Regions from separate parts of the Mus musculus genome. Here all the other regions are linked to region 7. A link is a contact called in public HiChIP or PLAC-seq and promoter capture Hi-C data. All regions are on one chromosome and are shown on one strand. The core of a region is the stretch at or near the end of the contact, and the rest is flanking DNA. Distances in the headings are between cores, read along the strand shown. Region 1 overlaps Eif4b (eukaryotic translation initiation factor 4B). Region 2 holds the start of Cbx5 (chromobox 5). Region 3 has its middle 19 kb from the start of Smug1. Region 4 holds the start of Smug1 (single-strand selective monofunctional uracil DNA glycosylase). Region 5 holds the start of Krt8 (keratin 8). Region 6 holds the start of Copz1 (coatomer protein complex, subunit zeta 1). Region 7 holds the start of Atf7 (activating transcription factor 7).

Region 1 (3,652 bases), core at 1,143-3,642, 530 kb before region 7:
CTAAGAATTTCATACAAAAGTGTAAGAACTAGATGGAGCCTCCCTTGGCTGTGGAGGTAGTTTAGATTCTAATTGCCTGCCATGCAGAGAGTGAGACTACTCCAGCACTGATGGCTGTGTTCGCCTGTGTCTATAATATACACACCTAAAACTCTTCCATGTCATATTGCTACAAGGTTTTGTTTGTTTGTTTTTAACCTGTTGAAAATGTTCATCTTCAGACCAGATCCTTGAACAAGATTCCTAAGAGTCTCGAGTCTGGCTCTCAGCAGTCACCTCCTGGTGTTTTGGAAACTTTAACTTAGAGTCTCGTTTGCCTTAGGTCCCCCCCAGAGACCCAGACTGAACCTCAAGCCTCGAAGCGCTCCTAAGGAGGATGACGCCTCCGCCAGCACCTCCCAGTCCAGCCGGGCAGCCTCCATCTTTGGAGGGGCGAAGCCTGTTGACACAGCTGCTAGGGAAAGAGAAGTAGAGGAGCGGCTACAGAAGGAGCAGGAGAAGCTGCAGCGTCAGCTGGATGAGCCAAAACTAGACCGCCGGCCCCGGGAGAGGTGAGGCGTCTTCAACAAGGGGCTTCTCCCTACTGCCAAGTCCTAACCCTAGCCCTGAGCACTTGGGAAATGGGAGTGGTTACTGGTTGTCACGCGGATGTGTTTATTGGGTGGGGTGGAGCAGTCTACAGAGTGTAAGAGTGTCACACACTAAAGACTTCTGTGACTTCATGTTTTCAAAAAGACTTGTGCTACACCTGACATAAATAGAAATTGGTAGTGCTTTGGAACAGAAGTAAATAAATGGTTGACCCAATTCTTTTTTTATTGACCTTTGTGAGCATGCATGTAGAGGTCAGAGGACAACTTTGTGCATCTTCAGACTTGGCAGGAAGTGTCCTTGCCTACCAAGTCATCTCACTAGCCTTGATCTTTGAAAACAGGCCACACCAGAAATCACTGAGCCCAGTCAGGCTTCATGCTCTTCATGCTCTTCATGCTCTGCTACCAGGTGGTGCAGGTGCCAGCATGACCTCTAAATTCATTCTCTCTTATTACATAGAGAATGCTTTTTCTTGTTGAATATAGCCAGGAATTATTTCGCTGTTTTTTTCTGTAAGCTTGTATGCTATGGTCATATAGCATACAAACATAAAGAATATAAGAATTGTTAGAAAAATATTTTTGTTTTCTTTGAGACAGGGTCTCTAGTTCTGGCTGTCCGAAAACCAGAATGGCCTCTCAAACTCAGAGGTCTACCTGCTTTTGCCTCCTAGGATTGTTGGGATTAAAAGTATGTGCTACCATACCTGGCACAAATATATATATATATTTTAGGATTTTATTAGGAAAAGCTCAGCACTGTTCTGTCTGAATGACTTTCACATCTGTCTTCAGAGCAGAAGCTAATGTGGAATCCTGAGGTATTCAGAACAGCATATGTAACCTGCTGCCTTGAAATGGTTTAAGATAAAGAAAGCCGTGTGATACAATCTTACACTGATCATGTGGGCCAATGTGACAAAGCTTAAGAATACTTGCTGCTCTTGTAGAATCCCCAGTTTTAATTCCCCTGTTCCCTTAACCACCTGTAACTCCAGTTCCAGAAGATCTCATGATGATGTCTGGCCTCTAGGCACCAGGCACATGCATGGTACACAGACGTACATGTGGGCAGCACATGCATAAAATTAGAATACGGTGGGTAGCTTCTAAGGAACAATGTCCCAAGGTTGTCCTCTGGCCTGCACTCACCAAGACCGTGTATTAATTAATTAATTAATAGATGTTAATTCGTGTAAACCATTTGTATCAGATTCATTGTGGCATTAAGTGTCGTCTTTGTTGATCTCTTGTGTGCAGACACCCAAGCTGGCGAAGTGAAGAAACTCAGGAAAGAGAACGGTCAAGGACAGGAAGTGAGTCATCGCAGACTGGGGCCTCAGCCACATCTGGCAGAAGTAAGTCAGGTGGGGTGGGTATCGGAGTCCTGTCTCCCGCAGATGTGTGGGCGCTGTGCAGTGTTAACTTCTTTTTCCCATGTAGCCTTGGCTGTCCTAAGACTTGTGTGACCAGACTGGCCTTGAGCTCTGCTCAGAAGCTCCTGAGTTAGCAAGGCCTCGAACAGGTGCCAGAATAGACACTTCAGTGATCTGCAGACTGTCTGTCACTAAGGAGAATAGTTGACTGTTAGATGTCTTGTTTTTGTTTTTTACCATTTATTTTGTGGAGGAGTGGGGTCTTGTGTCATGATACAAGGCCAGAGGAAAACTCGGAGCAGTCTGTTTTCCCCAGAGAGAATGTTCCAGTCATTGATTGATCTCAGCAGGTTTTGGTGGCAAGCTACCTGCTATGATATTTTGCCAGCCCTATTTTCTGTCTCACTGGTGTTGGTTTTTTTAGAGCCACCTCACTTTGCACTGGTTTTTGACCTCTTGGGGTGACATTATTTGATGTTGTTTAGGCAACATTAGTGGTGTTCTTGGGGGTAAATGGTCATTTCCTCATTAGCATGTGTGTGTAGTGTCACAGAGTCCTGGGCCACTGATGACTGCACCCCTCCTCCTGTAAAGGAGAAATTGTAGAGTTCCCAGTTTTAATTCCCCTGTTCCCTCAATCACCTGTAACTCCAGTTCCAGAAGATGTCATTATGACGTCTGGCCTCTAGGTACCAGGCACAAAGAAGACACTTAATGCCACGATGAATTTGATACAGATGGTTTACAGGAATTGTAGAGTCCTCCTCTTACTGTGATTCGCTGTTGCTAAAGCTCTCCTTCCTCCCAAGTTTACTTGTACTTGAGTGTTTTAAAACAGCCCAAAGCCAGAGTGATTTGTCAATGGAGCCAAGTGTTGTAAGAGTTTTCTGAAGCTGTTTGACCTTTGTAGTCGCCCTGTAACATGGTGTAGTGCTCCTTCTGGCTAGAGTAAGTGTGATACTGGTTTTGTGTAGCCGCTTTGCTAGAGCTTGTACTTCAGATGTAGGCTGTAACTGTTGGCAAAGCAAGCTCCATGGTTCCAGAGAAGTTTTTGTGCAAATACAAATGTGTCTGGGTTTTTGTCCCCATGTAAAGGCCTCTGCTGAGCTGGAGTTGGGCAGTGGTTCCTGGGCTTTGGTCCTGAGTCCCATTCACCACAAGAGCGTGTTATTCCCAGTTACGGCTGTCCTAATACATAGACAAGTTGTAACACCCCCCCCCCCACCTCCCCGAAAAAAGTGTTCATTCCTTCCAAATAAAGACAAGATTGCTGTTCTTTCAGATAGCTTTTTCCCCTTTTCCAGAAAGCACTTTTCTCCAGGTGGCCTGGAAGCCATTGGTTTATGTGTAACTGTAGCTATCAGGAACCAGTTAGTGTCTGTCTGCTGCTGATGGAAAAGAATGTGATGCCCCTATTCCCCTGCTGCTACAGTCCAGGTGGGCTCTGTACAGCGAGCTCCTCTTCCCCCACAGATACACGAAGGAGAGAGAGTGAGAAGTCTCTAGAAAATGAAACCCTCAATAAAGAAGAAGACTGTCACTCTCCAACCTCTAAGCCTCCTAAACCTGACCAGCCTCTAAAGGTAATGCCAGCCCCTCCACCAAAGGAGAATGCGTGGGTGAAGCGAAGCTCTAACCCTCCTGCCCGATCTCAGAGCTCAGACACAGAGCAGCCGTCCCCTA
Region 2 (4,056 bases), core at 482-2,981, 610 kb after region 7:
GGCCTCAAACTCAGAAATCCGCCTGCCTCTGCCTCCCGAGTGCTGGGATCAAAGACGTGCACCACCACCACCCGGCATCATCAGTCTTTTGTAAAAAGTATGAAACTATCTTCTTTTCTTTCTTTTCTTCGTTTTTGAGACAGGGTCTGATTATGCTTTGGCTGTCAAGTAACTCACTACATGGACCAGGAGGCTGGCCTCAAACAGATATCCATCTTCCTGCTAGGATTAAAGGCAATGACCACTAACGCCAGGCTGGAATTTTCTTATCACAATGAGGTACCTCTACCTCAAAGACTATAAATAAATCAACAGACACAGATAATAAATGGAAATTATACATTTGTCTAGATACTCTGAGAAGTGTGGGTATTATCAACACCAACAAAATTGCAGAGAAAATACAAAAATATATGGAATCAAAACAATGAATAACAACTCAAGATATGGTGGAGTCTTCTGTCCCCAACACCCTAAATACCTCCTAAATGAATCAGCTTTTTCACCCCACACCAGACATCCTCAAATGAACAGCAGAAATAGGAGCTTAGAGTATCTTGAATGTTAGGGGAGAAAAATGTTCTTCGGAGAAGAGATTCAGATAAAAGAATTGGGAACATGAATGGTGGTGACAAGTACATGATGACACAAAACAAACAAACAAAAAACCAAATGTGTCTATTTTTATTAAGGTTTTCATTATTTCATCAATGACAATTATCCCTCAAACATACAGGCCTTGGCCCCACTGTTTCCATAGAAGCAACACGTTTTGACTTTTGACATGTAACTCTCAAAAACTTTCATAGAGATAGAAATACAAATACAGTGTCCCTGGAAATGGGTGCTAGTGGTTAAGTCTATTTTTCTTGGATGCTTTTCATTGCAAGTACTTTACCTAAGTCATCTCATTCAAAATTTCAATATTCTTCTCTTAAAAGTTTTCAAAGACTAAAGGCACGTTCTCCAAAGTCTCAAGTGAAGGGAGGAACGTACCAAAAACTACAAGAAAAATGATTAACTCAAGGGCCACAAGAAAACATATGTTTTCCCTAAGGTAATATACAGAATGAATGCCTTAGTTATAGGAGTCATTTTAAGTTAAAATACTCGCCCCCACAAATGCAAGAGTAAGCTTTATTGGGGGGGGGAGGGGGGAATCCTGTCTTTCTAGTGACTCCTGGCTTGCTCTAAGAATTTAACCAGCCAACTCCCGCGCTCCCCACAGGAGTCCAGCCTCTGCCTCTTGGGGAAGGCCGGCCAATCGCGCGCTTGGGGCTCATTGGCTCGGAGAGACGCAACTCAGGCGAGAAAAACCCGCCTCCCACATTCCGATGGCCCAAGGACCGATCGGTAGGCAGCTATAGGAAAACCCAATTGGCCTATAGGCTCGCCAGTCAAATGCTTCGGCAAGGCAGCTTCACAGAACCTGCAAGGATAAAACATCCCGCCCCAGTTGTCCTATTGGCTGGCCCGACCCGTCGCGGCCCCTTCACTGTCGTCGTCCACCCCCCCCCCCACCAGTTCAGCGGTCCATTCATTTCGTACAATAACCGGTGCAATGGGAGCGGGTTCAAGATCTCGTACGGGTAGACGAGACTCTGCCACTTACCCAAGATCTAAAGTGATCACTCACGCTAAGGCCTGCACGGTTCCTCTGTGGTAAAGCGGCACCACAAGCCACCGCTACCGCCGCCTTCTGCGCAATGCCAACCGCCCGCCAAAACGGATCCTTCCCTGCGCCTGCGCAACCAATCCTGGGCTTGGACCTTTTCTCCGCCCAAAACGCCTGCGCAAAACTGGACGCTGGTCCCGCCACTACGCAGGCGCCTAGGTTCACAACCCTCTCCCGCCCGCCATTTCACGTGTTCCAGGCAGCAGGCGGAACATCGTAGTGCGCCGGCGTGAACTCGCCATTTTTATTACACATGCGCCTTATAGGGAGTGGCTGGGAAAAGTCGCGGTGAGCTACTTTGTAGCGTGCGGTCCTTTGACGAGTGAGTTTGTAATGTTCGGGTGTGGGAAAGTTATGAAAGGCATTTAAAAGACGTGAATACATTCAAATATAAGTGACTGGCTAGTTAGCCAATCAATGCGATTAAGGATAAGATCCCTTGGGGCATCAGTGACTCAAAGGGGCGGAGTCTGAATAGAACGCCCAAACGGATGCCGTTTCTTAGCAGGGCGTCTTCACGGGCCAATGGTGGGAGGGAATAATTTCAAATCTCCAATAAGACTCAAGTAAGGGCGGAGTCTACCAATACCGAGAGCGAGGAGGCGGGATAAAAGGGCGAGCAGAAGGTAGGCTGGCGGGCACGTTCGTTATCGTATTCCTTTCTGCTCTTTGACGCTGCCGAGGAAGCATCGCTGAAGGCTCTCGTAACTCTACCGTCATGTCTAAGTCCGAGGTAAGTTGGATGCGCTTTGCAGCTTCTCTTTCTTCCACACTTACTGAATATAGCGGGATGTGACGTGTTTTGCTGCTCGCACCCGTGGTTTCGGTGTTTTATCGATTAGTGCTGAGGCCTACTTTAAAAAAATGCAGGTCGCCATTTTGTCCTCATAGTCACCATGAGGCTGCGATCCGACCGCCATTAACGTCCATGCACTGTTCCTTGTGGCAAACTTCACAGACTAATGATCTGGGGAGTGTGGCCTTTTCTTCCCCTCCCCCATTCTGGTCTAACAATCGCTTGTTAAAGAGATATTAAGTCTTAATGGGGATGGACCCGACTAACCTGTGCCCTTTGTTGCGCGTGCGTATGAAGTAAAAGTAAGGACGCATGCGCTGCGTGCAACTCGAGTGAATCCCCAGCAGCACCTCCTAGCCTAGGAAGGAGCACGTGGTCTCGTGCAGTAATAAAGAACAATAAAAAAGTGTAGCATGTGTTGTTGCGGGGTGTTGATTCATTTTCCCAGGTTCCAGCCCCTCCGCTAAACACTCCCTCCTCCACTTTAGTCTCCCAAGGAGCCAGAACAGCTGCGGAAGCTCTTCATCGGAGGGCTGAGCTTCGAAACAACCGACGAGAGTCTGAGGAGCCATTTTGAGCAATGGGGAACACTAACAGACTGTGTGGTAAGATTAAAAGAAACAAAAGGAAGAGCTGGCTTATTTCTTCCGATTTAATCTGCTGCTTCTTAGCTAAATTGTTTTGTGAAGTTAACTAATGGGATGGTAAAAAAAAATCTGGGGCTTTCTTCAGATCTGTAAGAAGCTTACATTTCCACCCCCCCACTCTGAAGTTTCATGTTTGCCTTGATCAGACTAGGAATGGCTTTTGATTCTGAGATCAGGCAGTGTATTGATTGAATTAACTCTAAACAGGTAATGAGAGATCCAAACACCAAGAGATCCAGGGGCTTTGGGTTTGTCACATATGCCACTGTGGAAGAAGTGGATGCTGCCATGAATGCAAGACCACACAAGGTGGATGGAAGAGTTGTGGAACCTAAGAGAGCTGTCTCAAGAGAAGTGAGTGGTTTTTCTCTTTAACCTGAGACTATGATTGGGGCAGTCCTCAATTGGGAGATCCCCCCCAAGTGGTATTAAAGGCGAGGGCCTGGAGGTGGTGGCACACGCCTTTAATCCCAGCACTCCGGAGGCAGAGGCAGGTATATTTCTGAGTTCGAGGCTAGCCTGGTCTACAGAGTGAGTTCCAGGACAGCCAGGGATATATAGAGAAACCCTGTCTCTGAAAAAAAGGGGGGGGTGGGCCACCACACCTTCCCAGTCATTTAGAAACTGCTACTACTAAATAACTGAAGTCATTTTTCCTTTTTAGGATTCTCAGCGACCAGGTGCCCACTTAACTGTGAAAAAGATCTTTGTTGGTGGTATTAAAGAAGACACTGAAGAACATCACCTACGAGATTATTTTGAGCAGTATGGGAAGATTGAAGTGATAGAAATTATGACTGACAGAGGCAGTGGGAAAAAGAGGGGCTTTGCTTTTGTTACCTTTGATGACCATGACTCTGTGGATAAGATTGTTAGTAAGTATCAGAGGACTACGTGTTCCTTAATGACTCTGGAGTCCTCTTGTGTTTTTTTTTTTT
Region 3 (3,736 bases), core at 1,215-3,714, 560 kb after region 7:
AATAAAATAATTAATTAATTTGGCAAGCCATTATTTATCTGGCTGTCCTCAACCTGAAACTCAGAAACTAGGAGTTAGGGAATCTCCCTCCAGGCTCTTTCAAAAATATAATCTTTAACAGAGTGGGTGGAGATGTCTCTCTCCATCCCAAGACCCTTCCCAAGTGGGAGAGGAAAGGACTGGGGTTTCTGAGGATACAGACAGAACTTAGAGATGAACCCATAGCAACCTCAAACCCATGGAGGGGCTGACTCGAGGCTGGGGACTTTTAAGAAAGGCTGGAATGTTGCATCTGAGCACCCAGGTTTAGGGAATTTTTTTTTGTTTGCATTCTCTCCAGCAACTTGATTGATGACACCATTCTCAACAAACGATCTTTATCTCTCCTCTTGTCTCCCAAATTTATGATTTTGCCCCCAAGCCCCAGCTTAGGTGAGTGAGGAGTAGGTTAGACCCAAGAAGTACCGGGGAGTCCTCAGTACTCTCCAGGGAGTAAGTGCCCTCCATCTGTATCTAGGCTCTGCAGCTCCCTCCCTTAGATTTGGGTTCCCAGTAAAACCAAAGAAACAGGGGGACAGCTGATCTCTTGAGAGTCCAGAGTCTACTCCAGGAGTGGTTTGTCCCATTGTCTTATAGGCAGGTAGAGGTCAGTCTAGGCCTAGGGGCACACGTGAGTCCTTGTGTGCTTCAGTGGGAGAGATTAGGTGGGCTCCCAGCAACACTAAGTGTGCTTAAGAACTCCATCTTGTTCTAGATGGAAGCATGGAAAACAGGATAATAATTAGATCACGCCTAGGATAAAAGCCTCCACAAGAGAGATGCTTCTAAAGTTCACGTAGCCTAGGGTGGTGGTGTGTGCCCATAATTCCAGCGCTAAGGAGTTGGAGGCAGGAGTATCAAATAAAGGCCAGACTCTGTTATAGGCAAGCTGGACTCTCTATGGGAAGGAAAAACTCAGTTTGGACATTTGAAGTGTACGTTAAGGATTGAGCAGGAACCTGCTAGTGAAGATTGCAAGCCATTGCCAAGGCTGTTGAGGAGCAGGACAAGTGTGGACATGGGCAAAGCCAAGGTGGCCGGAGGAGCGTCCTTTCCTGTGAGTACTTTGGAGATAGGGAGAGGCCCATACTGATTTGTGTGTTCAGAAGACAGTTCTGGCAAATGGGGAAGAGCACTGGTACTTTGGAGCTTGGCTAGGAGACCCTGGGAACAGGCTGGACTCCGGGCCTCCACAGTGGACATGAAAGATCCCTCTGAGGTCTGGGGATTCCCACTCTGCTGGTCTTGAGTCGCTGCAGAACTGCGTGGGATCGTTGTTCTTAAATCTTCCCACACCTCTGAAGGATGGAGAGGAGCCAGGCCTGCCTTAGGGTCGGATAGCGTCTATGGGGTCCACCGGCGGCCTGCAGTGGAGGCAGCGCCGCTGCCAGCAGAGGGAGCGCGCGAGACGTGCCGGAGCAGGGCCTCGCTCTCGCGGGCGCCCCCTGCCGGACACCTGAGCCTCTCCCCCCCACCTTACCTCCCCCCCACACACACACACCCGGTGTCAACCGCGGGGACGGGTCTTGGGGGACTTAAACTCCCTACTGTGTGCTTCCAAATTGCGACCACCCAGGGCGACTTGGGCACTGGAAAGAGCGAGGCGAGGCAGGTCCTGCAGACAGTCTCGCCCCGGAACCCACCGGGCCAGCCTGGAGCGGGGGTGGGGCGCGGGGCCACCCGGGCGTCCCAGTGGGCGGCCACGATGTGAGCACCTGGTCCGACCCGCCGCCGCTTCCGGGGGTGAAGGGCGACTCATTCCACCTGAGCTTCCTTCCATTGCCTCCCCCTCCCACCCACCCCGCCCCGCCCCGCCCCCCCCCCCCTCGCCGCAGCATTTTTCACACCTCCTCTCCCTACCAGTTTCTAGTTATGAGGGGGTTTCAGGTTACAGTCCTCATTTTCAGTCCTTCTCCCTGAGCATCCAGGTTTGACTACTTTGGGGAAGTCCTTCTTGGTGTCTAACCACCATCCCTCTTACTGCATCTACAGCCAAATCTGCCAAGTTACAGCCTCACTGGAGAAAGTGAGTGCCTTAATTTTCTTCCCACTCTTGCTTACAATTCCGTTCCCCTATACAAAAAACTGTCCCCGCCACTCTATCTTGCATTCCGTTCGCCTTTTGTCATCCAGGCCATCCAACGCTGCTTCTGATGGTCTCCCTCCACCCCCATTCTAATTTCCTATCTCTCCGCCTCGCTAGCTGTGCCATACCCAATCCCCAAGAGCTGGACTGGTGGAGAGCCTCAGTTTCCCTGGGAGGGCGCTTAGTATGTGGCTCCCTCCCCGCCCTCCTACTAAGCGTGATTTGGGGTGTGGGGATGGGGGATGGAGGTCGTAAGCTGCTTGCGGAGAGGTGCTCGGTGGGAAGCCTGAGCCGAGTCTTAAGAGTCCCGCATCCCGCCCGCACCAGCGTGGGGCGCACGAGTTCCCATTCTTAGCTCAAGGAAGACCCCGTGTGGCCGTTGTAGGTGGCGCAGAAGAGGGAGAGCGCCCAGGCGCCGGACCGGATTCCGGGGTTCTAGCCTAGGGTAGGGACTTATTCCTCAGCAGTGCCTTGGAATCCTTCAGCCTGTTCACACACACTCAAAAACACAGCAACCTGGACTTGTAGAATGGTTTCGCCAAACCACAAGGAAAAGTAACGTACTAACAGCAGCAAGTGTGATTGTGGTTAGACTTCTGGAAGGACTTCAGATAGGGAAGCAGGGAGACGGATATTAATGAAGGAATGGAGGAGGGCAAATGGTTTGGTCCTGGGAAGAGAGGATTCTGAGGCTGGGGTGAGTGTGGTATCGTCACAGCGAGCCTCACATGCCTGTTCATTAAGGAACTACGCTCAGCTGACAGGTGGGTAGGGAAATTTCTCCATGCCAGGGGGCCTGCTCTTTGCCTGTGCCTTATGCAGGATGAGTGTGTGGGAGCCCAGGAAATGGTCACCCAGCAAGCGGGACTGGGACCATGCACAGCCCACCCTAAGTCTTTTGAAGCAGGAATTGTGACAGCGCCGCGCTCGCTCCCCAACCAAGGCGCCATGTCATTTGCACACATTTGCATATCCAGCTGTGCTCGGCTGCCTTTGGCTGCATGCCTTCATTTGGCAGTGGGTGGGCTGCACGCAGGGCGAGTGAGACCCATGGAGCGGGCCACCTCTGTGCTTGACCGCTGTCGCCGGCTCGCGCCACCTTCTGGGCATCTCTTTGCATCCTCCAGCCGCAGACCGAGGTCCACAACCGGGATTAGACACCACCACCTCCTAGTCTTCCAGGACCACTTAGACTCCTTCCTAGTCCAACCTTCCTGAAGGACTGGTGAAGTCTGGTATCCTGCTGAAATGCAGTGTATGTGATTGGGGTGCCCCAAAACTCTGGAAACTCCCCGAATTTCAGGCAAAGATTATGATGTATGCTCTGGTTAAGAACATCCTTCGACTTCTGCCAGCAGCTCCATGTAGCTTGATCTCTTACATCTGGGCCAGGCTTGTGCCCACTGGCCTTCTGTCAGAGGACTGCAGCCTCTGGACTGCCCTCACTCCGCTCATGAGCTGTTGCCTTCCTACCCTGACTGCCTTCCTGCCCTCTTGTCTCCCAGACAGAGTTGGTGGTATAGGCCTGTAATCCCAAATGTTCAGGAGTTGAAACAAAAGGATCACAAATTCAAGATAACCCCGGGCAATGTAGGAAGACCCTAAAAAAAT
Region 4 (4,099 bases), core at 236-2,735, 540 kb after region 7:
TAACCTCCAACCAGTGGCCTTCTTCCTGCCTCAGTCTCCCGAGTGCTGGGATTACCTGGATGTGTCACCATAGCAGGCTAGAAATCTGGTTTGTCCACACAGGCTCCCAGAACATTCTGGAAAGCTGAGGACGGTGTGGCGAACTGGGTTTTCTGGGACCTTTGCTTTGCAAGTCCCTGTGTAGAACCAATATTAGAAAAAACAGCACAGGGATCTCTCTCAGGTCTAAGATGGGTCTGCTCTGGGCTGAAGACAGCAAGGATAGGCATGCACAGAAGTGAGGAGAGCTTATTTTCACTGTTCATCTGGTAGCAAGTGTCACAGGCTAACTAGAATGCTAGTCCTGGTTTCCTCTCTTAAACGGTTCTTTCTCTTAACAGTTGTTTTTATTTACTAGGGAGAGCAAGCACACCTTAGCAACTCATGTGGCAAAAGATAACTTTTGGGAGCTGGTTCTCTTCTACTGTCAAGGCTCTGAGGAATGAATATAAGTCATCAGGTTTGGTGGCAAGAGCCCTACCAGCCAAGACATCTAAGAAGGTTCTCTTGCACAAATCACTTTAAGGCTCTTCTCTATAGGAACCATCAACCTACCTCCAGCAATTGTTTATTTCTTAAATATTTGAGTCCCTCATATGTTGGGGGGATAACTCCAAAATAAGATATAAGACAGGTTTGGGATAAGCCATGAAGAGCTAAGAGGACAGATATAATCTGAGCTTTGCTGTCCTGGACAAAAAATCAAAAAAAAAAAAAAAAAATTCCTAGCAGGAAGTCTGACAGTCCTCCCTAAAGTCACCAACAGCCATAAGCTCAATGCCTGATGCTGCAACTCAGTGGAGTGTATACCAAAGATGAATGAAGCCTTGGGTTCAATCCCCAGCACTGTAAACCAGGTATAGAAGCTCGTATCTATCAGCTCAGCACTCAGGAGGTAGAGGCGGAAAGATGAGAAGATCAGGAGCCTTTTGTGTGTGTGTGTGTGTGTGTGTGTGCATTTTTTCCCCTCAAAAAGCAAAATGCCTTAAGAAACATGTCACACATTTCAAATTACATTAAAAAACAAAGGGCAACCCTGAGATACATCCAGGCCACAGTGCGATGGAGGCTCATTAAGTAAAAGTACTGGCTGCTCTTTCAATGGTTCTCAGTTTAATTCCCAGCACCCATAATGCGGCTTGCAAGAGTCAAACTGCAGTCCTATAGTATCCAATGTCCTCTTCTGGTGTGCAGACAAAACACCCATATATAAAAAATAACATAAATAAACCTAAAACAAAAATAAGAATCCAAGCCACTAGCTAGCCGCTGTCCCTTGTAGGTGGTACAGAAATCCACAGGATTTAAATCAAAACAGCGCTGCAGGGCTCACAGGGGCCCCTTGTAGGCCTTGGAGTCACAGAGCGGCTACCTCTCCGGAACTCCGAGAGCCCCCACCGCCCTTCCCAGAGATCCAGCCCCCTACTCCCTCACCTGCACAAGCTCCCCATGCAGCTTCCGCTTCCTTTCTTCGTCCTGGCGCGGAGGGCACTGGGAGTTGTAGTCGACAGCATTTAAATAAGAAGAATGGCTAGCGACGTCTGCTTCCGCCGGAAATGCCAAATCCCCGGAAAACTCGCTAAAAGAGTTCCACGGGTCGCTGGGGATTGTAGTTTAATAATATGATTTACATCAAGACGTCACAACCATCTGGACTCTGCAGCCATCCCCAATACCTCATCCACCAGAGACCTTTCCCTCTTGCTGCCCCGAGGTATAAGGCATCATCTTTGCAGCCCTCCAAGGGCCATTAACTGTTTACATAACATCCAAAGAGGCAACCGTGTGGTTGTGGCGGATCTACAGAGTGAGTTCCAGGACAGCCAGGGCTACACAGAAACCCTGACTCGACAAAACAAAACAACCAAACAAATATCCACGAAGGCATTTCTCTCAGCACCTACCTCTTTGACAGTGAACATCCCTGTTAGCATTAGCATCTAAATCCACAGCCTCGCCATTTTAATCTGTTTCTCTCTTGCCTTGACATCTGCCAGCCTGTATCCTGAATTGGGTTTCTCCAAGAAGCAAAATCAAAACCATCCTTTTATCAATGTGAGGAGATGTATTGTGGAAATACGCTCACAGCCCTATGGGACCTGCTGCCTGTAAGCTGGAGAACCAGGGAAGCCCTTTGTGTTAAGAGCCCTTCCTTAGTCATTGGTTGCACTGGACTCTGAACAGGTTGGTGGTGCCCACCCAGGTTAGTAAGGAAGATCGTCCTGACTCAGATTTTTGTTTATTTACCAACTCTTATGTCTCCTGGCCCTCATAAGTAGACATATATAAATAACACATCCCATCTTTCCAGACTCTCCTACAATAGTCTTCCCAGGAAGCCTTCTCCAACAAACTTTAATCCCTAATTGCACCTAACTAGCCCCTCAGCACTGACTTCCAAAGCCATTCACACCCTGCTTTGTTCCTATCTAACTGGACATTTCACTGTGACTTTTCACTCAACTGGAATCTTCCATGGGTAGATATCTTCTGGGTCCCTTGCCTTCCCCAATACTCATGCCGGGGGAAGCCAGGGCTCTCATCACCAAAGCAAAGTCCCCAATGGGTGCTAGGGAAGAAGACCAGGGAACCCAGAACACAATGCCTTTCCCAAGACTGCTCTAGCATCCAGATAAAAGCAGTGGGTGCAGCTGTTGTGAGTAGTGACCATCCAGCATCAAGGTGAGGAATCACTCACCTGTATTCCATCGAGGCTGCCCCTTACTTGCTGAGCTGTAGTGCACAGCAGCCTTGTCCCTCTGGGTCTTGCCACTTTCTTTCTGTACGATTTGTCGCTCACCTCTTCCATGGCTTGCTTTCTGTCTCTAGGTGCCTCTATCTTCCCCTGGGCACACCTCAATATCTCTACTTCCTCTGCAATGAAGAAAAGTAAACTTCGTGAACAGGACTCTCTATCTCTGTTTTCTGCACATTTTCCTGTCTCCAAACAAACAAAACCTCACCATAGTGTTGTCTTGTTATTTAAGAATCCTAAGAGCCTGTTGAGACAGGAGGGCTGTATGTAACACCACAGCTCTGGGAGAGGAGGAAGGGGTATCAGAAATTCAGGAAGTTCCTCTGCTACATATCACATCCGAGGCCAGCCTGAGATAAGTGAAATCTTGTCTAAAAAAAGGAAAAGAGAAAAAAGAAGTTGGTGGAAGGATGCAAGGAATTAATTATAGACTTCATTTTCCGTTCAGATACCTGTGTCCCCCATAATTTTTTGGCTTACCCGATTCTTCCAGTGGGTTTTTGTTCCTGCTTCAGGGGTAGGGGTTGGTGGTAGTGGTGGTGGTAGTGGTAGTGTTTTGAAACAAGGTCTCATCTTGGCTGCCCTGGAACTCACTACCGAGACCAGACTGACCTCACAGAGATCTGCTTGACTTTATCTTCCAAGTGCTAGAATTGAAGTCCCATACGGGTCACCACCCCCAATTCAATTTATACCCCTCAGCATCTGCCTTCTCATGGAGCTCTGCTAAAGATTCTTAGAAACAAGACCCAGAGATGAAAGGTGAGCATAGCCCTTCCCTAGTCTCCTGACCCTCCAGAAGCTTCCAACGGACAGGCTGACAATGTCTGTTGGTCCTGTGAGATAAGGGGGACAGTAGATTCTGGCCGCAGCCAAGAAAGAGCTAGCAGGTGCGCTCTAAGCTGTGAAGGGGCCTCTGAGGCCCCACAGCCTCTACTCGCCTCCCGGGTGCAGAAGGGTTAACTTGCTTTCTTGTTTCCCTCGGGTTTCCGCAGGCTGCAGAGGCTGTGTTGGGCCACGAGCGCCATCTATCGGCCATTGAGGGAGCTAGCTTTGCTTCGCTAGGAATTCTAGGCCAGGCAGCCTTTCTCCTGCCAAGGGCTCCTGCTGCACAAAGCTTAAAATTGCCTATTGGATGAATGCAAGCCACGTTTTCCCCTCTCCGGGTACCAGGTGTCACCTGGCCACTTCCCTGGGGAACTCCAAAGGACTTTCTGGAGCTTTCTTTCCACACTCTAATCCCCTCTCTCACAGCCAGGTCAGAATGAAAGCTGGAATCAGGGCTTGATCTGCTGTCACGCTCTC
Region 5 (3,651 bases), core at 92-2,591, 620 kb before region 7:
TCCCTCCTCCCGTTCCCACACCGCCTCTCAGGAGCCAGTCAGCAAAAAAGGGCCAATCGTCCCGGGGCCACGAAGGCCACTGTGCCACAGGACTGCAAAACCTGGCCTGGCTTTCGGCTTGCAAAGGAACCAGGCAGTTGGGGCGGAGCCACCGTAGAAAGAGTGAAAGGGGTACAAGGGCCAAGCTCGCAGAGGGGCGTGGGTAGGCCGACGCTATCTGAGGCCATAAACTCCGGTCTTAACAGGTCGTGAAACAGGAGCGGAGTGTCCAACGCCCGCAGACTTTGAATCTCGCACGGGCCTTCCCGAGGCGGAGCCCTGAGACTCACCCTCCCCTCCACCCCACCCCACTCCTGGTGGAAGGGCAGACCCAAGACCTCCGCCCTGGCTCTACAGCGGCCCCGCCCACTGGAGCAGGGCAGGGGCCGAGCAGTGACTCAGCCTGGAGCCCCCACTCTCTAGCCTTGGGCACCAAAGACCTCCATATGCGTTTGTCGGGTTCAATCAAGACACCTGAAACCTTCTAAAATCCTTACACCGCCCTCCATTATTTAACAGGAAGATAGAAAAATACACAATGCACGGGGCACCATGAGGAAACCTTGGGGCAGTTGGGGGCGGGGGGGCGAGGGGGCGTCCCCGCCACCAGAGAGCAAAGCCACAGGGAAGGGACCAGGCCCTCCAGTGAATGGGAAGGTGCTCCAAGATTTAGTCACAAGCACTTCAGACCCTCTGGGCCCAAGCCAAAGGGTATGAGAGAAGTAGAAGAGAGTGTGGCCAGAATGGGTGGGTCCCAACAGGAGCTCATGGGGGGTGCGAGGAGAGATGTACGCATCTCTGTGTCAGCAGAAGAAAGAGCGAGCGCAGGACGGTTAGTCGGGAAGAGAGGGGTCTCACCTTGTCAATGAAGGAGGCGAACTTGTTGTTCAGGGATTTAATCTGCTCCTTCTCCTGAGTGCGCACAGCCTGGATGTTGGGGTCCACCTCCAGCTTCAAGGGGCTCAACAGGCTCTGGTTCACCGTGACGGCTGTGATGCCCCCGACACCAGCCCCGCCAAAGCCGCCCAGACCCACGCCGGTGCCCATGCTTCCCCGGAAGCTGCTGCTGCTGCTGCCCACCCGGGAAAAGCTGGAAGAGCTGATGCGGGCACCGGGTCCACTCGTGAACGAGCGGCTGCTGAAGGCCCGGGGACCGGAGGTGGACATCTTGTAGGATTTCTGAGTCACCCTGATGGACATGGTGAAGTCTGGAGCGAAGGCAGTGAGCTGAAGACGGAGGTTCGAGAGCGAGCTAAGCAGCTGCTTCTAGACGGTGGGACAGCGCCCAGCGAAGGCCCTTTATAAAAGAAGAGGCCAGCCCCAGGGGAGGGAAAAGGGCCTCTTACCTGAGTGGCTAGACACTAGAGGGCAGGGCCTAACCCAACGTCTGCAACCTCCAGACGGGACTCAGGTGAGGGCAGCAGAGAGCTGTTCCCACCCGGGATCCCTCTCCAGCCCCACCCTAAAAATCCAGGAGAGAGCAATTGATCCCTGTGAAGGCAGGAAGTGAGCCTGGGATCTCTGACCTAAGCTGTCTTATCTCCTGCCCTCCTGTGAGAACTACTTGGGCTGAAAGGGTTCCCAGGCATTTTAGTTTAAAACACTGGGTCTCAACTCAACACAGGCAAGCTACTAGAACTCACTAGAAGTTGAAACTCAAGGAAGGTCGGAAGGGCCCTTCCTCGGGAGTCACGTAACAGATATGCTGTAGGTTCTCCACCAGTGGGTTGCAATCCCTCTAGGGATAGAGCTATGTTTTCCCAGAGGTGACATATCAAATATCCTGTGGTTCAGAATCTTGGGGGGGGGGGGTCACAACCCCTTTGGGGGTATAAGTACCCTGAAGCCTAACCAAAGCCGGCACCGGCCTTTACCAGCCAGCACTAGGACTGAGGGTGTGCCTCATCCACCACATCTCTGGCTGGTCTCTCCTAATACCTCCAAGAGACCTCCTTTAGGTGGAGCTGGCCAGGCTGACCAGCAGGGCCCTTTCGTTCCCAAGCTCCTGTTTGCTTTGTCTGCCCAGGTTACAGCTAACACCACTACCCCACCCCGCTACCTGTGCAGCATCCTGCACCCATAGGCTGGCAAAGGGGGGTGGGAAGGTAGGTAGATATTTGAGGAATGAATGAAACACAGGCTTCTAGCTGTCTTCTCTCTTGTGCAAGGTAAAGAGAAATCAAACGCAGCTCTTCTCTCTGGACACAGCACAGTATTCTCCTTTCCTACCCAGACCCGAGAGAATTCCCCAGACCAGACAGAGGCCTCGAGGAATAACAAAGACTGAGGGACAGAGGCCAAGGCAGAAAAGGGAGACCCCAGAGAATAGAGGCACAGGGGCTTTGTTGCAATCGCTTCTTTGGAGACACCTTCCCCAGGCTGCCAGGGCAGTGACTCATGGTGCCTTGGAACGGGATGGCCCTGCTGGTGGTGACTCATTCTCCAGCCACCTGGACCCTTCTCCTCTGCCCCCGGCCCCAGGCTGGCCAGATGTGATGAGGATAGTACCCTGTCTCCCTGCACCTGTCTCTCTGAACTCATTATCCCATTATCAGAGTGAGTCAGGAGAACAAGCTGGGGCACAGCCTGCACCTGTGAGAGGTTGGAGACTGGGGAGCAGAGCAAGGCCCTCCAGGCCTGGGTGGAGCAAGCAGGCAAGAGGTTTGGGTCCCCAAGGCAAAGATTCCACCTGCAATTAAATTACCTGATGGGTTGGGCTCTCTGGAAGGCACTTCAGGGTGTGATGTGGGGATTGGGTGGATCTCAATTAAGGAAACCAATAGATGACAGATATCCAAATTCCCTGGGGAACTGGGCGGTAGCAGACACCACCCCATAGCCAGGGAAAAGAGTAAGCACCTACTAAGAGAACTGTCTATGGATTCCGCCCCCCTAGGAGAAACACCCAGGACTGCTCTATGGGCACATATAGGCAAAGGGACAGAGACCCAGGATGGGCACATATATGTTCCTGCCAAAAGGGACAGAGACCCAGAAAGTCACCCCTAGAGACACACAGACATGTTCCTTCCCTACACGGCACACCTCTCTCCCTCTTTGTCTGAGAAGCCACCCCTACCTGTGTGTGTGTGTGTGTGTGTGTGTGTGTGTGTCTGTCTGTCTGTCTGTCTGTCTGTCTGTCTGTCTGAGGACACTTCCAGAAAGACCAATCTAGAAATCCCCAAGGATTGCACAGAGACCATATTCCTTCCTTGCCTGTCTTTTGCTAGGAGTCCCCAGCCTTGGGCTTCCAGCATGCTAGGAAAAGGGAAATCCTATTTACACCAGGCCCTCTCACATCCCCCTCAGTCAACACTCCGTTTTCAGGTGAAAATCAATTTAGGTGTGTGTTTATCACCCCCTCTCTAACACAGGCCCACACCCAGCAAGATTGGAGATTTTTTTTTCCAGCAAACCAAAGGGAGGGAACCGCGGCCGGCGCCGCACCGAGCTGTGAGAGAAAGCGGAAGGAGAAACGGAGCAGCTGGTCAGACAGGTATGACAGCCCTGGGGAGGGACAGCCAACTCTCCCTTTCTCCCCTTCCCCCACACCAGTTTTGGAGGGACCTGAAGGGAAGGACTGATTTAGGCAACTCGTAAAAGCTCGTCATC
Region 6 (4,102 bases), core at 1,341-3,840, 650 kb after region 7:
ACAACAACAACAAAATAATAATAGACTGTCATCATCATCAAACTCTATGAGATTCTTAGAAAAATGTGTCAATTGTTGGCTCACACCTGTAACCCGGGCACTCAGGAAACTGAGGTAGGAGGATTATGGGAAGTTTGAGCCTGTCTCAGCTAGAGTGAAACTTTGTCTCAAAAAAGCAACACTATGCTCCAAAAGAGGATCCTATATCCAGAAATATATGAACAGCATGAACAGACGTTAATGGCTTATTAAAAAACAAAAACAAAGTTGGATAGTGGTGGCTTTAATTCCAGCACTCGGGAGGCAAAGGCAGATAGATCTATGTGAGTTCAAGAACAGCCTGGTTTACAGAGTCAGTTCCAAGACAGCTAGAGCTAGAAAGAGATTCTGTCTCAAAAAACCCAAACCAAAACCACAACAAAAGAACTGGACATGCCGGGTGTGGTGGCGCATGCCTTTAATCCCAGCACTTGGGAGGCAGAGGCAGGCGGATCTCTGAGTTCGAGGCCAGCCTGGTCTACAGAGTGAGTTCCAGGACAGCCAGGGCTACACAGAGAAACCCTGTCTCCAAAAACCAAAAACCAAAAAACAAAACAAAACAAAGAAAAAACAAAACAAAACAAAAGACATGAAGTTGGGGTGTACAAAGGTAGATCTAGGAGGAATTGAGGAGAGGAATTGGAGGTTCTGAATGTGATCAAAGTACATTGCATGGAACTCTGAAATAATAAAAATATTAAAAACAAAAATTCAACTATAACAAACAACCCCACCAGTTATATTAAACAATAAATAATTGAATGGTTGAGCATTATGCTTAGCACATAATAAATGGGCAGAAAAATGTTATTATTATCATTAATCTGCCAAAGCAAGAACAATGCCCGCCACTGGGACAGGAGAGAGGATTCATCCTTTAACAACTATGGCTGCTCTTCCAGAGTACCCGGGTTTGATTCCCAGAACCCAAATAGCAGCTCACAATCCCATTGCAACTCCAGTTCAATGGGATCTGATATCATTTTCTGGCCTCCACAGGTACCAGGTATGTAAAGGGTGCACAGATATACTGACTTTAGGGTTTCTATTGCTGTGATGAAGCACTATGGCCAAAAAAGTAAGTTAGGGAGAAAAGAGTTTATTTGGCTTACACTTCCCTATGGCTGTTCATCATTGAAGGAAGTTAGGACAGGAACTACAGGAACTCAGGCAGGGCAGGAACCTGGAGGTAGGAACTGATGCAGAGATCACGGAGAGGTGTAGGGGGGCCAGCCCTGGTAGGGTCAGGTACTGAGGTGGGACACAGCATAAGATGGAGGTCAAAGGCTAATGATCTCTGGCCTTGTAACTCTTATTGTTCTGGGGGTCAGAAGCTGATAGCTTTCTTTCCATTCGCTCTAATCTCCAATGCCTTGATATCCTATTTCAAATTGAACCAAAGTGGGAAAACGTTGTCCATCAAAGTGCAGGTCTCCTGTACTCAACTCCCAGACAGAAAGTGGGCAGTGGGCAGCAGATTCTCTGAAGCTGAGCAACGGGGCATAGGAGCTGGCAACTGAACTCAGGTCTTCCACACGAAGAGTATGAGCTCTTTTTTTTTGTTTTTGTTTTCGAGACAGGGCTTCTCTAAATAGCCCTGGCTGTCCTGGAACTCACTTTGTAGACCAGGCTGGCCTCAAACTCAGAAATCCGCCTGTCTCTGCCTCCCAAGTGCTGGGATTAAAAACATGTGCCACCACTGCCCATCGAATATGAGCTCTTAACTACCGAGCCATATCTCCAGTCCCCACAGTTTTTTTTTTTTTTTTAAGTAAATTACATTAAAAATATTGAGGGGGGTGGTCTGGAGAGATTGCTCAGTGGTTAAGAACATTGGGTGCTTTCTCTTCCAGAGGTCCTGGGTTCAATTCCCAGCAACCACATGGTGTCTCACAACCAGCTGTAATGAGATCTGATGCCCTCTTCTGGTGTGTCTGAAGACAGCTACGGTGTACTCATATAAATGAAATAAATAAATCTTAAAAAAATATATATTTATTGGGTATGTGTGCATGCCACACGTGTATATCCTGGGATATACTTCTCGAGACCTTGGTTTGTGTAGTTAACGCTTGGCTGCCTATAGCTAACTTGGTGAACTTTCCGAGGTTGTTGAAATGACCCAAGGACACTACAGCTGTGGATATCCTAATGGTGGCGATGGGAATCTGTATTCGGGTAGGGCTTCTCAGCAAGGCTAATGTTAAGGGCTACACATAGCACCCCCTATAGCGAGTGCGAATTGGAGGCTGACAGAATCACGTGGCTTCCTCCTACCAATAGCAAAGTAACAATCGCTTCCTCCGTTCCCCATGGAAACAACACCGCCCTCAATGATCCTCCCGCCCCTTCAGTGCTGAGGTTTTGGCCTTTCATTGAAAATTCCGGGTGACAATCTAACAGCTGCCTCTTCTGGCTGGACAGTTGGCTTCCGTGAAGCGAGTGACTACGCTGACTGGTCAAGACGCGAAGGCTGGCTCATCTTCACCCAATGTTGCCTCTTTGAGGCGGGACCTAGCGAAGACTCAGGGCCAATCAGCGGTGACGTCGCTTGTGCGACTCCACGTCGGCAGCAGCTACGGGCAAGATGGAGGCGCTGATTTTGGTAGGAGCTGGAGGGCCAGTGGCTCCGTTGTGGTGTCCAGGGGGTCCGGGAGGTGGGGCTCATCAGCTGGGGCCGGGAGAGGGTTCCGGGCAGGCCTCGGGGGCCAAAGCTCCCGCTATCTGTGCAATGCAAGTGTGGCCTACAATGGGAGCTAGAGCCGCGGTATAGAGTAGGAAGCCTTGCCGGCAAGAGAGCAGGAGTCGGTGGCAAAGTTGAAGAGAACATGCAGGGTCCTTAGGAGAATTCTGATTGCGCTGGAGGGGTGTCTTTCAAGTTCTCCCCGATGGTTTTTGTTGTGGATCATACCTACTTGAGTTTCCCCAAACCCTCATATTCTAGTCCCCCAAGTTGCAATGGCAGAAGAGAGGTGTTTTGTCAGTCCCAGATCCTCCTGGTGGTGGTCAGAATTCGACTACCTTTTGGCAATTCCATGTCCTGTTCCTTTACAAAACTTGTTTTTATTTTCCTGTTAATCCTTAGTATGTAATTCTGTCATGATTGAGAGTCAGCATTCCATCCAGGTTCAGGAATACTTGGTAGAGCTAGTATAGATTTTGGAATATCTTTTTCTGACTCCTTATTCTTCTCTCCTACTCTCCCCTCCTTCAGACTTTAGGAACTCATACTGTAAGATCCATTTCAGCCTTCTTGCTTACATGAGAATTGTGATTATAGAAGTGCATTTAACTCTCTTGTCCCTTGATCCTTTCTGCTTGTTCTGCCCCCTAGAACAGGATCAGAGCATTTCTTTCAAGACACTGGCCAGCAGTTTAGAGACCCATGAGTCTGCCTACCTGTGTCTGTGTGTTAGTGTAGGAATTTAACTCCCAGCTTCTTTCCTTTAGTTGGACTCCAGGATTGTTTCTAAGAGTCTTCCTTAGCTCCTGTTTTCATTTATATTCCTTGTAAGTGTACATATCAAACTCTTGTCAGTAAAAGAAAAAAAGCTTTTTCTTCTTTCTTTCTTTAAAGGAAAAAAAGTTTTTTGAGACAGGGTCCCTCTCTACCTTTCCCTTTCCTGATGCCCTAGCTACTCATTATGTAAGCCATGTTGGCCTCAGACTCACAGAGGACCACCTACCTCTACCCTCCAAATTCGGAGACTAGAGGTATGTGCCACCACATCAACTTGTTTTAGTTTTCTCACTGAGAGTTTCATGTAGGTCTGACTGGAATCAACTTTGCCACGTAGCCAGGGCAGACATCTATACTCACCTGGCATTTATGTGGGAATTTGAACTTTGGTTTTCTTATTTGTATGACAAGCACTTTAACCACTGACCTATCTGTTCAAACCTCCTTACTTTCCTTCTTGCAAATGTCAAAGAGAATTTATTCTCATCATATGTGTTGGACAAGTTGAAGCAAAATGTTTAATGTATTGAGTAGTTCAAGTATTTACTATACCGGTCAATGAGTTTTTAAAAATCTTGTGACGATGTGGATAGAGTCTGTGAA
Region 7 (3,874 bases), core at 966-3,465:
AGAACAAACTGGTAAGACTACTTCGTATGGCTGCCAACCTTTTCTTTAGCTTCTTTTCTTACAGTCATGTTGAGTTTCGCAATAGCTTCCACTTACTTTACATCCCCCATGCTTAAAAACAAATTGTGTTTGAGTTCCTCAACCCTTGTCCTAAAATACTATGATAGCTCTTTTTTGTAAATCTGGATGCAAAGAAAACATGAGAAAATGTTCAATTTCCTGAACTATGAGTCTATTTCACTCACACCACTCAAAATATAAAAAGTGGACTGGGGATAAAGCTCAATGGGTACAGTGCATGCACAAAGCCCTAGGTTCAATCCCCAGCGCCACATAAACTGATAAACTGGGCATGGAAGCGAATGCTTGTATCAACCCTTGGTACGTGGAGATAGAAGGATCAGAAATTTAAAAATGAGTTCAAAGCTAGTATGGGCTACATGACACACTACATAAACCACAGACACACACACACACACACACAAGGGCTAAAGACTGTAGCTCACATGGCAGAGTTCTTACCTACCATGTATAAGACCCTGAGAACCCTAGTACTACATAAACTGGATATGGTGGTACACACCTATTATCCCAGCACTTGGGAGGTGGGTGGAGGATCATGGTCACCCTCAGTTATCTCAGTCTGAGGTGTACTTGGGCTATATGAAACACTGCCCCAATTAATAAACAAGAAAATATACAAGATAATTAAGATTAAGTTCAATCATCCATTAAATAACTCTTAATGAACGAAAGGGAAAATTCACATTTAAGGAAACAAAATTTATTTGTTAGTGTTTAGAGTACCTATAGTTTCTTCAGAAATTATACTGCTGAAAAAATTTTAAACATAGGAAACAAATGAGTTTGCTGAAATTAAAAAAAAAAAAAAACCTGCACATCTCCACAAACCTATACTTCATATGAACCCTGAGAGATATTAAAACACCCTCTGCTAAGCAGAAAACAAAGTTAGGAAAGTAGTAACACGGGAATCTGGGTAGGAGGTGCCCTGGGTAGTAAACACCCCAGTGAGTGCACATAATAAGCATTTCAGAGCAACATAGAAGTCCCAACGGGTCTCCAACTTGGACTGCGAAGTCCCAGGCCCACATCCCTGTGTTCTGAAAGAAATGAAACTTGGAAAGTGGAACACTGGAAAAATGACAATCAGAGTAGCGCCCTACTTTTCTTCTTCTCAACCCCCGGGCCAGCATTTTGGCTGGCTGGTCACCAGTCTGGGTGCCATATCCACCAAAAAACACTAAGCAGTATCCTGGCGGTCTCCCGACTGAAGAAAGAACCAGACTGTATGTCAGTCGCTGTCTCTTCTCCAAATATCCCCCCTTACCCTCTGGATTTCCATATTATCACCGAAGCGATGCCTTCTAGCAACCCAACCCACTCACATGTCCTCCTAAACTCATCCACTTAATCTGTCCAGATCCATACTTTCTGACACCGTGTCTCTTGCTCAGATTCTTCTGAATTCAATCGAAACGCCAGGACCCCCGTTTCCCAATGCTCCACTTCGACCACACAACGCGTGCTTTCACCTGAGCCAGGCTCTCGTCACCCAAACCTACCTCCTGCCTATTTACCTCTGCCTTCTGCAGTGCCAAGCCCTAAACCCACTTTTTGGGAAATCTTTTGAGTCTTCAACCTAGTTTAGCAGTCCTCCTCTATCTTCCACTCCAAGATCCCTCCATTAGACTTCCACTAGACTTCGCTTCCCTCAGGATTCAACCCCCCTTTCCTCGCCACGCCCTGTGCCCCCCGGGGCTACTTACCCCAAGTTCTCCCCACACTTCAGTCCTCTGGCCCCGCCTTCCTCCAAAAGGAAGGAGGCGGGAGAAGAGAAGAGGGCGGCACTCCGCAAGGTAAAGGCGATCTCCCATTAGCGCTCATGGCCGCCAATTGTGGCTTCCTTCTCTCCTATTGGTTGTCTTTAGCCTACGCCCCACCCTCTTCCTCAGACAGGCCTGGCCACCGCCTCAGCGCCCCCGTCCAACAGACTGGGAGGGGAGACCCCGGCCCGGGACGCTGGGACTGGCCAGAGTAGAAGGAGAGACTCCTGTCAGGCCACGGACTAGCTAATGTTAACAGGACTCACCCGCTGGTAGCTCCGGCGCCTCCCGCCCGCCCGCGCTCGGTCCCACAATCTGTCTCCTGCTCCTCCTTTCCCCCCTCAGCGGAGCAGATACTTTCCTCCCGTCCGGCCAGGCGTGTTCACTTCTCGCGAGAAGTGGGGGCGAGGGCGCGACTCGTGGGGCTGAGTTGGACCAGGGCCTAGGGGCGGGGCTTGCTGTGAGCGTGGCTTGAGTGGAAGGTTGGGCGAGCGCTGTACACACGACTCGCACGTGTTCGGCTGCAAAGTGTGGGCAGCGCGGGGAGAGCGGCCCTGGCGTCTAACGCTGCCGATCTGTCTGTAGCTGTGGAGGTCCGAAGGTGAAGCAAAGGCAGGGAGGGACTGAGAGTGTCTCAGGCAGCCCTCGGATAAAGGGGAATTAAGGGAGCGGAGCCAAGAGAGGGACTTCAGTCACCAAGCTGGTCATTAGTTGTGTGGAGGAAGTTAAGCAAGAGTCGATCCGAGCAGGTGACTGCTTGCACTTTCTGCTTTACACTTGACAGCACCTCACTGGCCGAAGCCCCTGCCCGGTGTGTGCTGTGTGTGAGCTACGATGGTAGTGTGAGGAAGTACGTTCAACTCCAGCCTCACCGCGGCGGCGCCCGCCTCTAATCGCCACATGGAGGCAGGCGGATCTCTGTGAGTTCGAGGCCAGCCTGGTCTACATAGCGAATTCCAGGACAGCCAGCGCTATCCTTGTCTCAACAACCCCCCACCCCACCCCCAAAAGACCATGGATGATCACCAGTCTAGCCTTCTGGGCCAGTGGGAAATCCCGCGTTAAACAAACAATAAAAATAAGGGGGATAGCTCTGAGGAACCAAACCTGAAGTTGTCATCTGGTCTCTTGGACAACCCTCCATACCTGTGAACAACACACACACACACACTTACAGAGAGAAAGTAGGACTGTTAGTGTAGCTCAGTGTGAAGCCACAGCACAGTGATTTTTTTTTTTAAAATTTGTATATGTTACCCAGCAAGTATTTTATTGAAATACCAACAGCACATACTACGTCAAAAACAAAAGCACACACAACACTGTCCTGGTCATGTGGAAAATTTCTCTGACAGAATTTTTATTTTACGGTTGAGGGAGAGATAGGTCATAAGTCAATAATTATACTTACTTCAGAAAGTGAAGAGCTTTTCAGGGTAATGAGACCGAAAGCAACTCTAAGAGGGGAAAAACACTATTGCTAGTATTGAGAGAAGTCCTCTTGAGAAAGTTATTTATTTATTTATTTATTTATTTATTTATGAATGAGGCAGGGCTTATTTTGAAGCCAAGCTGTCCTGAAACTCATTTTCCTGTGTCAGCCTCCACCTAAGTACTTGTATTAAGTATGAGCCACTTGTCTGGCCTGAATGTATACCATCTACATACCAGATGCCTACCTGTGGAGGCAAGAAGAGGGCACCAGGTACCCTGAAACTAAAGTTACAAATGGTTGAGACCTGCAGTGTCAGTGCTGGGACTAGAAACAAGGTCTTCTGGAAGAATGGTCTGTCCTCTTTTAACTGCTGAGCCATCTCTTTAGCCTGAGGAGTTGAATTATTAAGAGACAGCCTTGAGACTTTCAGGAGAACATCAAATATAAGAGCTACATTTGAAAAACTTATCCTGAAGAAGAGGCAGGCAGGTCTCTGTGAATTTGAGACCAGTCTGTGATACACATGAACACACACAAATTATGTGGTTAAGATGGTACTTTTTGTGTTTGTGTTACTGTAAATAAAAGCTTA

Evidence for each region. Promoter capture Hi-C pulls out the DNA fragments that hold promoters and counts their contacts. HiChIP or PLAC-seq counts read pairs in DNA pulled down with a chosen protein or histone mark.
Region 1: a contact with region 7 is called in a promoter capture Hi-C map of liver, with 6 times the contacts expected there. The contact joins the enhancer-like site here to the promoter of Atf7 in region 7. A contact is called at or near these places in 4 of 39 promoter capture datasets (hematopoietic stem and progenitor cells, liver, pre-B cells and 1 more), 1 of 115 datasets of contacts at active chromatin or transcription factors (bone marrow-derived macrophages) and 1 of 9 other capture datasets (liver).
Region 2: a contact with region 7 is called in a promoter capture Hi-C map of pre-B cells, with 2.0 times the contacts expected there. The contact joins the promoter of Cbx5 here to the promoter of Atf7 in region 7. A contact is called at or near these places in 6 of 39 promoter capture datasets (the C10 cell line, hippocampal neurons, liver and 3 more), 1 of 484 Hi-C or Micro-C datasets (embryonic stem cells) and 5 of 115 datasets of contacts at active chromatin or transcription factors (the SCID.adh cell line, bone marrow-derived macrophages, memory CD8 T cells and 2 more).
Region 3: an H3K27ac HiChIP or PLAC-seq map of extraembryonic endoderm stem cells shows a contact between it and region 7, with 3 times the contacts expected there. The contact joins the enhancer-like site here to the promoter of Atf7 in region 7. A contact is called at or near these places in 1 of 39 promoter capture datasets (the C10 cell line), 1 of 484 Hi-C or Micro-C datasets (the C2C12 cell line) and 2 of 115 datasets of contacts at active chromatin or transcription factors (bone marrow-derived macrophages and extraembryonic endoderm stem cells).
Region 4: a contact with region 7 is called in an H3K27ac HiChIP or PLAC-seq map of embryonic stem cells, with 2.6 times the contacts expected there. The contact joins the promoter of Smug1 here to the promoter of Atf7 in region 7. A contact is called at or near these places in 7 of 39 promoter capture datasets (the 3T3-L1 cell line, 3T3-L1-derived adipocytes, the HPC-7 cell line and 3 more), 1 of 484 Hi-C or Micro-C datasets (the C2C12 cell line) and 5 of 115 datasets of contacts at active chromatin or transcription factors (bone marrow-derived macrophages, embryonic stem cells, extraembryonic endoderm stem cells and 1 more).
Region 5: a FOXA1 HiChIP or PLAC-seq map of pancreatic cancer cells shows a contact between it and region 7. The contact joins the promoter of Krt8 here to the promoter of Atf7 in region 7. A contact is called at or near these places in 1 of 39 promoter capture datasets (stem cell-derived epiblast-like cells) and 1 of 115 datasets of contacts at active chromatin or transcription factors (pancreatic cancer cells).
Region 6: an HNF4G HiChIP or PLAC-seq map of pancreatic cancer cells shows a contact between it and region 7. The contact joins the promoter of Copz1 here to the promoter of Atf7 in region 7. A contact is called at or near these places in 7 of 39 promoter capture datasets (the 3T3-L1 cell line, 3T3-L1-derived adipocytes, the HPC-7 cell line and 3 more), 1 of 484 Hi-C or Micro-C datasets (forebrain) and 2 of 115 datasets of contacts at active chromatin or transcription factors (fibro-adipogenic progenitors and pancreatic cancer cells).

Annotation. Positions count from the first base shown.
Region 1 is chr15:102,089,544-102,093,195 of GRCm38.p6, forward strand. Eif4b (eukaryotic translation initiation factor 4B) reads left to right here. Exons shown (of 15, transcript NM_145625.3): 9 at 323-551; 10 at 1,854-1,951; 11 at 3,443-3,652. Among named protein-coding and RNA genes, the nearest start is that of Tns2, 12 kb to the right of the region's middle. Within about 2 kb of position 2,393, at least 74 of the 459 cell types and tissues checked have an H3K27ac peak or open chromatin away from gene starts, as enhancers often do. A contact at or near this core is called in bone marrow-derived macrophages and liver, where this site is marked.
Region 2 is chr15:103,238,121-103,242,176 of GRCm38.p6, forward strand. Cbx5 (chromobox 5) reads right to left here and starts at 1,732. Exons shown (of 5, transcript NM_001076789.2): 1 at 1,613-1,732. It overlaps Hnrnpa1 (heterogeneous nuclear ribonucleoprotein A1), which reads left to right and starts at 2,277. Exons shown (of 11, transcript NM_001039129.4): 1 at 2,277-2,408; 2 at 2,960-3,076; 3 at 3,326-3,472; 4 at 3,783-3,993. The coding sequence starts at 2,394.
Region 3 is chr15:103,180,892-103,184,627 of GRCm38.p6, forward strand. No RefSeq gene overlaps it. Among named protein-coding and RNA genes, the nearest start is that of Smug1, 19 kb to the left of the region's middle. Within about 2 kb of position 2,465, at least 104 of the 459 cell types and tissues checked have an H3K27ac peak or open chromatin away from gene starts, as enhancers often do. A contact at or near this core is called in the C2C12 cell line, bone marrow-derived macrophages and extraembryonic endoderm stem cells, where this site is marked.
Region 4 is chr15:103,161,799-103,165,897 of GRCm38.p6, forward strand. It overlaps Smug1 (single-strand selective monofunctional uracil DNA glycosylase), which reads right to left and starts at 1,486. Exons shown (of 6, transcript NM_027885.3): 1 at 1,474-1,486; 2 at 5-176.
Region 5 is chr15:102,003,001-102,006,651 of GRCm38.p6, forward strand. It overlaps Krt8 (keratin 8), which reads right to left and starts at 1,342. Exons shown (of 9, transcript NM_031170.2): 1 at 898-1,342. The coding sequence starts at 1,239. It overlaps Gm36026 (a long non-coding RNA gene), which reads left to right and starts at 3,143. Exons shown (of 2, transcript XR_875678.2): 1 at 3,143-3,535.
Region 6 is chr15:103,270,298-103,274,399 of GRCm38.p6, forward strand. It overlaps Copz1 (coatomer protein complex, subunit zeta 1), which reads left to right and starts at 2,591. Exons shown (of 9, transcript NM_019817.2): 1 at 2,591-2,644. The coding sequence starts at 2,627.
Region 7 is chr15:102,623,249-102,627,122 of GRCm38.p6, forward strand. Atf7 (activating transcription factor 7) reads right to left here and starts at 2,216. Exons shown (of 12, transcript NM_001310067.1): 1 at 2,114-2,216.